Linked DNA regions of Gossypium hirsutum: regions 1 and 2 are each linked to region 3. Evidence: chromatin contacts called from public Hi-C data. All regions are on one chromosome and are shown on one strand. Each heading gives the region's core, a stretch centred on a gene start, on an enhancer-like site or on the middle of the called end of the contact. The rest is flanking DNA. Distances are from core to core; before and after follow the strand shown.

Evidence for each region. Hi-C and Micro-C count contacts between places; a contact is called where the count stands out from the background.
Region 1: a contact with region 3 is called in a Hi-C map of leaf, with 3 times the contacts expected there. The contact joins two enhancer-like sites. A contact is called at or near these places in 11 of 34 Hi-C or Micro-C datasets (callus, cotyledon, fibers and 2 more).
Region 2: a Hi-C map of leaf shows a contact between it and region 3, with 4 times the contacts expected there. The contact joins the promoter of LOC107910732 here to the enhancer-like site in region 3. A contact is called at or near these places in 2 of 34 Hi-C or Micro-C datasets (hypocotyl and leaf).

The regions. Positions count from the first base shown.
Region 1 is chrD02:20,321,054-20,324,883 of Gossypium_hirsutum_v2.1, reverse strand. No RefSeq gene overlaps it. Among protein-coding and RNA genes, the nearest start is that of LOC107908097, 22 kb to the left of the region's middle. Within about 2 kb of position 2,418, at least 3 of the 9 cell types and tissues checked have an H3K27ac peak or open chromatin away from gene starts, as enhancers often do. A contact at or near this core is called in hypocotyl and leaf, where this site is marked.
Region 2 is chrD02:20,021,906-20,025,632 of Gossypium_hirsutum_v2.1, reverse strand. LOC107910732 reads right to left here and starts at 2,436. Exons shown (of 1, transcript XM_016838699.2): 1 at 979-2,436. The coding sequence starts at 2,159. The coding sequence ends at 1,116.
Region 3 is chrD02:20,150,909-20,155,260 of Gossypium_hirsutum_v2.1, reverse strand. No RefSeq gene overlaps it. Among protein-coding and RNA genes, the nearest start is that of LOC107910731, 19 kb to the right of the region's middle. Within about 2 kb of position 2,435, at least 4 of the 9 cell types and tissues checked have an H3K27ac peak or open chromatin away from gene starts, as enhancers often do. A contact at or near this core is called in hypocotyl and leaf, where this site is marked.

The DNA.
Region 1 (3,830 bases), core at 1,169-3,668, 170 kb before region 3:
AAATAATAAGAAAGGAGTAAGTCGCCAGAGAATATTGAAGAAAACAATTCGAAAAACACCATTAAAGCCAACTCGAAAACAAATTTTTATCAAGATTGAAGATCTCCTTTTGATTTCTTTATAGTTTATTATGGGTTTTCTTGTTTCTTGTTGTTATATTGTCTTTGAGATGTTTTTATTTGCAATTATGAACTAATTTTCTAAATACCTAGGGAGATGAACCCTAGGATGGATTCTGTTATTTGATTTCTGTTTTTACGCAATATATATTTGGATCTTGTTCTCAATTATGTGTGTTTAAATCTTGGTTTAATAATTCTAGACTATTAATCCATGTTTGATGTGCTTGAATCAGAGGAGGAATAAACTCTGTTTAAGAGTATATCTAGCATAATTGAGTGGAGTTGCAGGCAATCCTAGAAACAAGACAACATAAATCTACCGGATTAGTGTCAAATCTAATAGGGAGTCCATAGATCGAGTTAATGCAACAATAGGGTTTTAATTAGAAAGAAATTTCAATTAATCAACCTAGAGTCAGTTGCTCTTAGTCTTGAAGAGAGATATTAACATAACTTAGGGATTTTCATGAATCAAGATACTAGGTAAAGAAATTGCGTAATATAGATTGATAATGACAGATGAAATCTAGGTGGATTCTTTCTTGGATATTGCTTTCTTCTTAGAGGTTTACTAGATTATTTTCCCGATTTGTTCTTTGTCTTATTCTTTAGTTAATTTTAGTTTTTAATCAATCACTCCAATTTGTCGGTTAAATAATAGAAAGACAGTAATTACTAGTATTTTTAGTCTTCATGGGAACGATATATGTGTTCATCGTAGCTATACTATTAATTGATAGGTGCACTTTCCTTAGTTGAATTTTTAGTTGGTTTTCGACTACATCATCCTACCCAACCTTGAAATATGAGGATAAATGTGTTTTAGAGTGCTTGAACTCATATTTTCCTGTATTGGCAACAATGTCAATGTCAATTGAGCTAAGACTTAGTCGGATCCTTTAATTATATTTATCCAAACATAGTGTTAATTTAATAATTTTATACATTTTTCTTCTTTTTATCAAAATTTTAGATATAAATAGTTATAACATATTTTTTGATATTTATATTATAATATTATATAGATTAAAATATGTCATAAGTCCTTATACACTTCATAAATTTGGAATTTAGTCCTATACTTTTATTTCTAGGAATTTAATTCATCTACCTTTCAAATTTCAAATTTCAAGTATTTTGTTAAATTTAGGTTCATTACGACATCATTTTTTTAGTTACATTGCTACCAAGTTAGCACTTTTATTATTTCAAAAGGCCACACCAATAAATTTAACAAAAAAAAATTTACAATTTTAACAATTAGATTTGAATTTTGAAATTTGAAAAGTATAGGGTGTAAATTCCTAGGAATAAAAATATATGGACTAAATTACAAATCATGAAGAGTATAGGGACTTATGGCATAATTTAACATATTATATAATTTTATTTTTTACATGATATAAATTGTATAATATATTACAACAATACATTATAACATTAGAATTGATCAAATAAGATATTAAATGTTGGAGATCAAACTTCAGGTTTTTCTACTTCAATATTGTTAATCGTTGGATTAACATGTAGAGGAAGATGGTGGTTGGTGTGGAGGACCACCTGAAGAAGAGATAGATGGAAAGATTCTCTAGTATGAATATTTTCTGGGTTAAGGAAGAAGTGTACATGAGTGTCTATGAGTTCTTTGCATGGGCTCTTTTATAGTGGGAGACATGTTCAACTACGTGTTAAAAGGCTATTGACATGGTAGTCTGATTTGATCTCCCTGTCACCGACGATGATGTTATGTCCTAGGATAAAACACCTTAGGACGAATGGCAATCAATGAATCTGAGCGCCCACATGGATCTTATATAGATTTAGTGGAGATGTGCCCCCAAAGAATCTCAGTTTCCCTTTTCTCTAGAAAGTAAAATTTAAAGCATATGTTATAAAAGGTTAAACATTCTTATCATTTTATATCGGTTCTAATAGTTTTTTATTTTAATAGGTGGTCTAGTCATCATTATCATATAACTTACTAGAAGGATGATATTATAACAATACAAGCATCTATTAATATTGAATTAAATAATTCGATAATTCATGTGTTATCATATATTTATTTAATATAATTAATATCACCTCATAATTGAATTTAAATATATTTTTTTATTTATTTTTAGAGTTTGTGTAGAAGGCGTACTAGGTGGTAAAAATTAATGTCCTACTACCACCAATCGCACATGCGCATAGTCAAGTTTTTAATGTGTGCACGCCATTTATATATGTCTTTGTGGCAATTAGAAGTGGTGTAAGAAATTCTAACAAATCCAAATGACATGGATAGGTATCATGATATGGATTTAGGTTTGGAGTCGAAGCACAATTGGGCTATTAAACATGTCCAGAATGTCATCAATTGGGCCAATCATTTTCAACATATCTTATAGGCTACATTTATCCAGGATTATAATTTTGTTCCATTTGAGATTTGTGTAGAATGGTTTAGGGTCAATGATAAACCATATCTATACTAATTGGGATAAGCTCATATACATCAGATTAGAAGTTGGGAGGAGGTCAAGAGTAATGCTTTATTTCTGAAGATGTATTTTTTCTTATACTTTCAAACCTAACAAGGGTATCTACTTTGCAAATGTGAAGATCGATCGTGACTTTACCCAGAAAATGGATTAATATTTGATACACCTACCAAACAATAAATTATTTTTTATTCTACCTAACAAGCGTTTATTAATAATTTTTGTTATTTCTTTACACTTTATAGGGATTAAGGTATGTGTAATGAATTTGAAATTTCCTATTTTAATGAAAAATCGAAACATTTGTTGTTTGAAAAAAAAAGACGCAAGAAACTAAAGTAATTCAAATTCATCATTTTTTTATAATTTCCTAACTAATTTTAATTCATTTTATTTATGGTTTATGGATTAGATTTTTTTACTTTATATAATTAATTTTTATTCATTTTGTTTAAGGTTTAATGTTTTGGTAGATCAAACATCAGAAAAATAAGAAATATGTTTTATCAATATTCATTTTAAGACATAAAATTCATGAATTTTTTTTACAATAGCATAATTTATATCACATTACACGTTAAGGCAGCTAGTTAGTTAGTAACATAACATTACACAACAAAAAAACATAAACTATTTTCTAAAATCCTTAGAGCAATCTAAACTTAGACCTTCATTTTGGCTTCTAAAGTGATTGATGATTCACCGTACTTAATTGAATCAACACCATAGTTGTACAATTTCAGAGTGACCTATAGCTGAAGTGTCAATTCCACAAAGATTATCTACCCTCATCGATTGATCTGAGTGTTAATATAACCGTTCATTTATGTCAAAGATTGTTCATGCCACCACAGTTGAAAAACCTAAAGCCTAGGTGCCTAGAATGCCCTAATTTGTTTCCTTGATCCCTAACATTGACTACTTTGTGACTTTTGATAGTCCTAGTGACCATGTGCAACTAGTAAAACTAATACCCATGACCCATCTACCTAAGTCACTGGATAATTTTTTTCCTAAATGTGGGCAACTTTTTTAAAGGTGCCTCTACAGAGGATGAAACCCCATATAAAATGTTTCCTCAGTGGAAAGCCTTAACCTATTTTCCCTAAACCTTATAAAAGTGAATTGGTGGTGTTAAATATCAATGAATATGTTGAATAATAAAATCCAAAACCTTGGGTTTTGTATTTAATAATTTTTTTTCACTTGGCGACTATTTTAA
Region 2 (3,727 bases), core at 1,187-3,686, 130 kb after region 3:
AGTAGGTATAATTTCAATTAAAAAAATATGTTCTAGAATAAACTTGTAATTTGTGCTTAAATATAATAAAGTAGAAGGGATTAGGAATTCAGGGTTTCCAATATTTTATTATTTACAATTTGATATGATAATGATATAATAGTTTCTTGGAAGTTGGGGCTAATCTTGGTTAACCGTATCATACCAAAGAAAGAGCTACGGGATAAGATCTCTCTATATATTTATTATTATTATTTCTAAAATCTTCATTGGGGTTCCTTATTATTTTTTCAAGATGGATAAAATTTAAGAGCTAATAAGAGTGCCATCCTTCATCCACGCTTTACCTAAATTACACGTGAAATATGAATCATCAGCAAAACATGTAAAAAATGTTGACACAATTCTAACTTATACCTTTCAACTTAAAAAAATATTTTAATTATTTATTTAATTTTAAAAAATTAAAATTAAAATTTCTTTATTAAATCAACCTAAAATTGATGAATTTTTTTAAAATTTTGTTGATGTGACACATAAATATTTAATTAATTTTTAAATTTTAAAAATTAAAAAAATATTTTAAAATTTAAAATTCATTAAAATTCATTAAAATATAAATTATAAAAACATAATTTTTTATATTTTAAAATTTTAAAAATTAATTAAATATAGACATGTCTTTCCACTATATGGTGTGTTAGTAAAGTTAGAAAATGTTAACATTTTATCTATTTTTAAGTGGTTTGATAAAAAAAATCTAAATTTAAGGGTTAAAAAGAGAAAAAAAATAAAAAGTTAAAATAATTTTTTAAAATTAAAGGATCAAATAAATTATTATGTCTAAAATTAAATTTTTGAATTTAATTAATTTAATATTAGATAATAGTAGTATATGAGTATATAGGTTTTTAATAAATACAGATGTGAACTGAAACTCTAATTATTTTATGTGATATGAACACCATAATTTTACAGGCGAGGTCTCAACACTATGAGTAGCATGCATCAAACAAATTCTCATTTATTTCAGTCGTACTACGAATTATACATTTCTATAGGAAGAACCAAGCGAATAATCTTTACAACAACAACAAAAAAAATGAAATAACTTAATTATGAGATATGATGACTGATTATTTTCCGAACCCATTGGAAAGAGGACTGAAGGATAGTCTTCCCAAAATTCCTTGTTTGTATGGCAGGAAAGTTTTCTTCTTCATGTTCTCAGATGCTGCTTTGTTTGTTGTGTAATGTAGCTCGTGAGCCGATATTTTTCTTCTAGATCCTACTGAACCAGAGCTTTCCCTCGATCGCAAACTTGAATTCTTGTTCTCTTCTGGTTTCTTGGAAAAGCTCGATGAATAATACTTCCTGAGTGGATCTTTACCACTTGCACGTCCCTCCGATGCGCTTCTGAACAACAGGAAATCTCTCAATCTCCATTTTCTGGATGGCTTTGAGTTCAATGATGGTTGCTTTGTGGTGGTGGGTTCACGTTGCTGCTGTTTCCTCTCTTCTTTTCCTTCATCATCAACGTCCCATGGATAATCTTTGTCTGAGACTCTGTAAGGAGAGAGCGATCTTGTTGCTCGGCGGCTTGAATTCCTTAACTTCAAATCTTGAACCCTTTCTCTACCTCTTCCATGTTCTTTATTATTTTGACTGGTTTCAACAGCAGTTGCCAAAGGGTTTCGATCCTTTTGCTTTCTTGGTGAAAATGCGTCACGGATGATCTTTTTGCCTTGGGAAAATGGCGATCTTGGCGACGATAAAAGCGGGCTTTTCTGGTTATTATCGTAAACCTTTAACCCAGGTGGTGACTTCAATGGCTTGATTTTACCCCCATCAAAGAGTTCTTCAGCCGAGAGAAATGTTTTCTCCAAGTCCTCAGTAAAATCAAAAGCGAAATCATCTCCGGTTGAAAATGGGGACTTGGGTGTACCGGGTTTTACTTCCCAATCAAAAGGAACCGCCGAACCACTGCTTTCCCTATCGTTCAACAAGGAGAATCTATCGAATTCGCGATAAAACTCGGACAACCGGGTGGGACTCGTGGGTGCACTAAAGAAACATTCACCAAATCGGCGAGGCGTAGAAGGAGCAGTCGACCGAGGAGATGATCGAGCACTGTTGAAATTAAAATCCATAATCGGCGAACTTGGTATCACCACTTCCATATTTTCGTTAAGATTAACGAGCAGTAGCAGATTGACGGGGCTTCAAATATAGAAAGGTTGAGATGAGAAGAGCCAAAGAGACAGCTGGGGGCAGTAAGTAGAGTTTATTGACCAAATAGCCGCCTTTTAATACCAAGCAAATTAAATTGCATATCAGATTTTCTAAACTCGGTCACGGAATATAGCTTCTTTTTCTATTTGATTCTTTAATCACATGGGGGGAGAGAGAGGGCTTTGTATCTATCTATATTTATTTTGGTTCCAATTGTTTATCTATATTTCAGGTACGTGTGGTTGGGTTATATAAGCCTGAGCGGTGACCCACAATTGTCTGAAGTTGACGTGGGCACATATTAATCCTCTTTTTTTACATCATGAATGCCATCATTCGTGACTTTCCGTCTAAGTTTATGATTTTAACAACAGCTTTGTGTCAATGGGACACAAATTCACCCCGCAATTGCATCATAGATTACCTAACTTTTGGGTGTCTTGGAGAAAAAATCCAAACAAATTGGGAACAAACTCTTGAAAGAAACCCAAAACTAAAAATTTTGACATTTCTAGACAAATGAAATATTAACGTATGAAGGGATGTTGGCAGCTTATTGCCTACTCACTTAACTTCTTTAACAAATTTATTTCTTATTAATTTCTAAGATCAACAACTTGAAGCAATTAATAACGGTGCTAATATTTTTGTCAATTATACATAACATTTATTGATATAATAAAAAAATTAGTCCTTAATATTTATATATTCTGTGTAAATATTGATAGAAAATGTAAATGCTATAAGATAAATTTATTAAACTAAGACTAAATCCACATACTACATAAATTTTGAAGGTTAAATATGTTTATACCAATAAATAAACATGTACAATTGATCAATAACATTAACATTGTGAATAATTATCCTTATTTACTCATTTTTAAATTTAATAATGATTAAATTGCACTGACTTTTAAAAAAAACAAATTTAGTCTATCAAAATTGGGGGACGAAACTGGTTTTCTAATCTTTTAAGTTTTAATAATAAAATGTGAACAGGATTGTACTATAATAATATGTGACGGCAAATAAATTATGTTGTTTAGATTGAATTAGTAAATCAATTATAATATTTATAAGAAATAACAACAAACATGTGCTACCAAATTACCATATGACTGATTCATGAAGTTCTAGATGGTTAGACTTTGTGGGTAGAAAACGAGAATTATTTACTATATCTATTGATTTTTATATATGACTTTGGGATGGGTTTTTTTGGGTCTTTGGAAAGCCCATTGTTGGTCTCAAGCTGTTCATAACTATATATTTAACCATTTGTTTTATTATATGGTAATTGCATTTAATATTAATATGAATTTTGGTAATAATCTACCGCTATTCATATGACAAAATCAAAGCTCAAATTGCGCCTTCTAATTGTTTGATTAAATTTCACTACAAAAATAATAATGACACATTTTCAATTAATTATCTGGTGTAGAACAAAATAAATGCTGATTTGAAAGAGAAAATCACATTAATACAGCCAGCCGCAACAAATTCAGGCCAG
Region 3 (4,352 bases), core at 1,186-3,685:
CTTAACAAATTTGATAGTGTTTATTATTGTTGTAAAAATATGCTTTTAAAAATATAAAATATTAATTTTAGACATAATATTATAAAATAAGAATTTTAATAAGAATAGAAAAGAAAATTTGTAACGCCCCAATTTTATAAGCATGATATGTTATCTAGTGTTAAATAATTTAAGTTAGATTAGTGGATAGGTAATGTGATTATATGTTAGAGGTTTGTTGTTTGAATCTTGTGTTGCGCATGTCTGATTTATTTTTGTTTTGGCTATTTATTGGAATTTGAGTTCTATTGGAAGTCTATATTATGGTTTTATTCTATGTGTTTAAATCAGACATTTCGGACTATATTGTGCTCACAAGGTCTAAAATTGATAGTTTAAATAAAGCTCAAATGATAAATAATTCTTCCTAAAGAGACCAAAATGAAGCTTTAAGTTTTCAAGTAATTGTAGCTGCAAATTAAGTTTGAGGTTTTCATTAAAAATAATTTTAGTGGGTACGTTTATAAGAGAATATAACTTGATATTTTGACATGTTTGAAATGTTTTTTTTTAAACGAGAAAATAAAGTTTTAACCTGCTGGAATTGGTTCTTCAAAACACTAGTACTTTCTTTTATCTAGTGATGTAACCTCCGTAATCCGACCGTAACATCTAGGCTAGGTTTATAAATAATCCTTCCTAAAGAGACCAAAATAAAACTTTAAGTTTTCAAGTAATTGTTGCTACAAATTAAGTTTGAAGTTTTCATTAAAAAAAAATTCAGCGGACACATTTATAAGAGAATTTAGCTTGATATTTTAACATGTTTGAAATGTTTTTTTTTAGAAAAAAAACAAGACAATGAAGTTTTAACCTGCTGGAATTGATTATTCAAAACACTAGTACTTTCTTTTATCTAGTGATGTGACCTCCATAATCCGACTGTAACGTCTAGGCCGGGTTTATAAATATTTTTTCCTAAAGAGACTAAAACGAAACTTTAAGTTTTCAAGTAATTGTCGCTACAAATTAAGTATGAGGTTTTCATTAAAAATAATTTCAGTGGGTACGTTTATAAGAGAATTTAACTTAATATTTTGACATGTTTGAAGTGTTCTTTTTTTTTAAATGAGACAATAAAGTTTTAACTTGCTGGAATTGGTTCTTCAAAACACTAGTACTTTCTTTTATTTAGTGATGTGACCTCCATAATCTGACTATAACATCTAGGTCGAGTTTGGGGTGTCACAAAATTAGAATTAAAATTTTAGTTCAAAATTAAATTTTAGTTTGAAAAGCAACTAATTTATCAAATTTTACTATTCAAAATCAAATTTTTATGTGTTTTAGAGGGGCAGTAATTGCAATTATGAGTTTAGTCAAATTAAAGAAGCACAAGCAATGGAAGAGTGTCTTAGTCTGATGAACAAAATTTTGCCTACGATGAACAATATGATTGTTAACAAATTCATGGATTGCAATAAACACTTACAGGGTCATCATAACCCAATTGTTGTGGCTTTCTCAACATTATTAGATTTAGGCATATTTTGGGTTTCTATAAATATAGAGTATAAATTTTTTTAAGAATTATGATTAAATTTATACAATGTTTAAATAGTAATTGTTAAATTTATTATCATGTCAATTTTAAAATTGTCATATTATCTTTCCGTCATAAAGTTAACAACAACTAATAAAATTGAACAAAAATAAAACAAACGTAATTAGTTGGGTGATAATTTTTTGTCAAATCATGTTTGAGGTAAAAGTAACATAAAAGCCTATGTATTAGGAATTAGATTATATTTTGGTCCATGTATTAAAAGTGGACAAATTAGTTCTTGGACATTAGATCAAAGAGAAATTGATCATTTTGTTATAACTTTCATTCATTTCTATGGTTAAAAATTGATTCTTGTACGTCAGCTTAAGATACATATGGCATACCACGTGTCATTGTCTAGTAATTTTGTCAGTCACTCCAATTTTTAACAATAGAAAGAGATGAAATCTTAACAGAAATGATTACTTTGCTCTTTGATCTAATGTATAATAATTAATTTGCCCATTTTTTTATTAGAGGGAACAAAATACAATCTAACTCTTAATACAACTACTTTTATCTAGGTTTTAATAACAGAAATAATTGGCATTGTGCTCAACTACCTGTATTTGTTTAGTTTTGAATAATATAAGGACACAACTACCTCATTTATTTTGAGAGGGACTAAATTGTATACCTTACAATTTATGAAAAAAATAGTTAACACCATCTTGAAATGTCCTTTTTTGCTAACTTTTAAATGCTTTAAAAACAATTTATTTTGAGAGAACTAGATATTTACTGGTATTGGCTGAGAATGAAATTGAATTTAGCCCATTGTATAGCATAGTCCACAGTCCAAAATACCATTGGAGCTGAAGGCAACAACCTGCCAACCAAGGATCCAATTGATATAATCTTGCTAGGCCTTTTTAGTAGAAGCCAGGCCAGGATAAAGAGTGGGTCCTCCTAAATCCATACAACTCATGGAAACCACAGTTCAAGCTCTCAACTTTACTGTATCTGTAGTGTTGTGGGCTCTAAAAGCTCCATCGTGGCACCAGAGAAAACTGGTGATCCTTCCTTAAATCATGCCGAAACTGCTATTCAACTTGTTAATGATGGAGGGTGAATGTATATGACACGGTTTAATGAATAAAACTGCAGATTCTTTCTGCGTGTGCATCTGAATCTTGCCATCTCACTAATGATTTTGAGCATGTGCTGGCTGCTCTGCTTCTTCATTTGTTTCTAAAATGATTTGATTCAGAATCTTCATCATCACTATTTTTTATTTAATTAGACCAAAAACAAATTTTCAATTTTAAATTTAAAAACTGCTCTTCAGCTTGGTACGCTGTTTTATTGGGTTATCATCTGTGGAGACCAATATGATCAACACATTACTTGTTTCAGCCATTAAAAGACATTAATCAAATGGCTGAGCACATCAAGAAAATATCATATATATATATATGTATATATGAGATTATCTCGTCATATTGGTTAAATAAAGCATGTAAACACCAACAAGTGGATGGAAAAAATGACGGATTTCTTCTCTAAATATTTGAATTAAGTTTAAATCAAGAAATAGATATAGTTAAAAATACTTTATTTAAATATATTAAAATTAATTTTAGGCCATAAAACTGAGAAGAACCATCTGTAATTATACCTAAAAATAAAAATAAAGCATGTACCTAATAATTATTTCTTTAGATAAATTTACCAATAATTGTTAAATGTAATGGTAAGATACATTACACTCTTAAGAAAGAAAACATGTTTAAATATTAAAAACAATATTATTAAAATAAGCAAACACGAATCTTAAACATAAACTATAAAATTTACCCAAAACATAAAAATAAAAAAACTATATTCGAACCCTAGAGGGCAAAGGGAACTGATTTATTCGTATATTTACCTTGGCATAGATTCCTACCACCAGCTTTTGCGCTTACTATTTGTCCTTGTCATCATTTTTAGGATTCTTCAAGTAAATTTCTATATTTAATCCAATTCTGAAACTGCTCCCACGTCTTTCCCGTTGTTCACCAGTATGCAACAAGCAAATCTATAAAATTTCAATCACCCTGTTTATATACGAATAGAAAGAATAAATTAATACTAAAATTATATTTATATGGTCAACTGAGTGTTAACTTGATTCTTATCACTATTATTGTTTGTGCAAAAAGACGTAAATTTAAACGCGTTTATTCTCTTAGTTAAGAGTTAAAATGAAATTATAAAATTTATATTTTTTTGAATCAATTTATATGAAATTTATATAACAATTGAATAGAATAATAAAGTATAAATTTCATTAATTTATTATAAATCTGATTTTTAAGTAAATCTTTTGACCAAATTAATGTTAAACAAGTCAGTAATATCATTTCAATCAAATACCAAGTTTCTAATTTATGTGCACAAAAGCAAGAGGGTAGGGTGTGCCTATCCCTTATCTCAGAGCCTATTGTGAATCAGACTTGTTTTCGGGGCAGCGTGATTGGCTTCAGATGACATGATATACTCTTGATGCCAACGTGGTGCTTGTTTAGTTCGAGTTGATCTACGGAGAGTTTGGTCATCAGGTAGAGCTACGGAAGGTGGTTGCATTTCTTCGGTAGTAATAGGAGGAATGGATGGTGATGATAAAGTGATATTAGGTGGCTGAGCAAAGGATGGTGGACTGGTCGAGGATGATGAATTGTTCGATGGTAAAGGGTCACTAGATGATGGCTGATTTTCAGCAGATGGGGCATGACTTGTTGGGAAAGAAATCTGATCAGCATCCAAAATTAATTGTGGCTGCAAG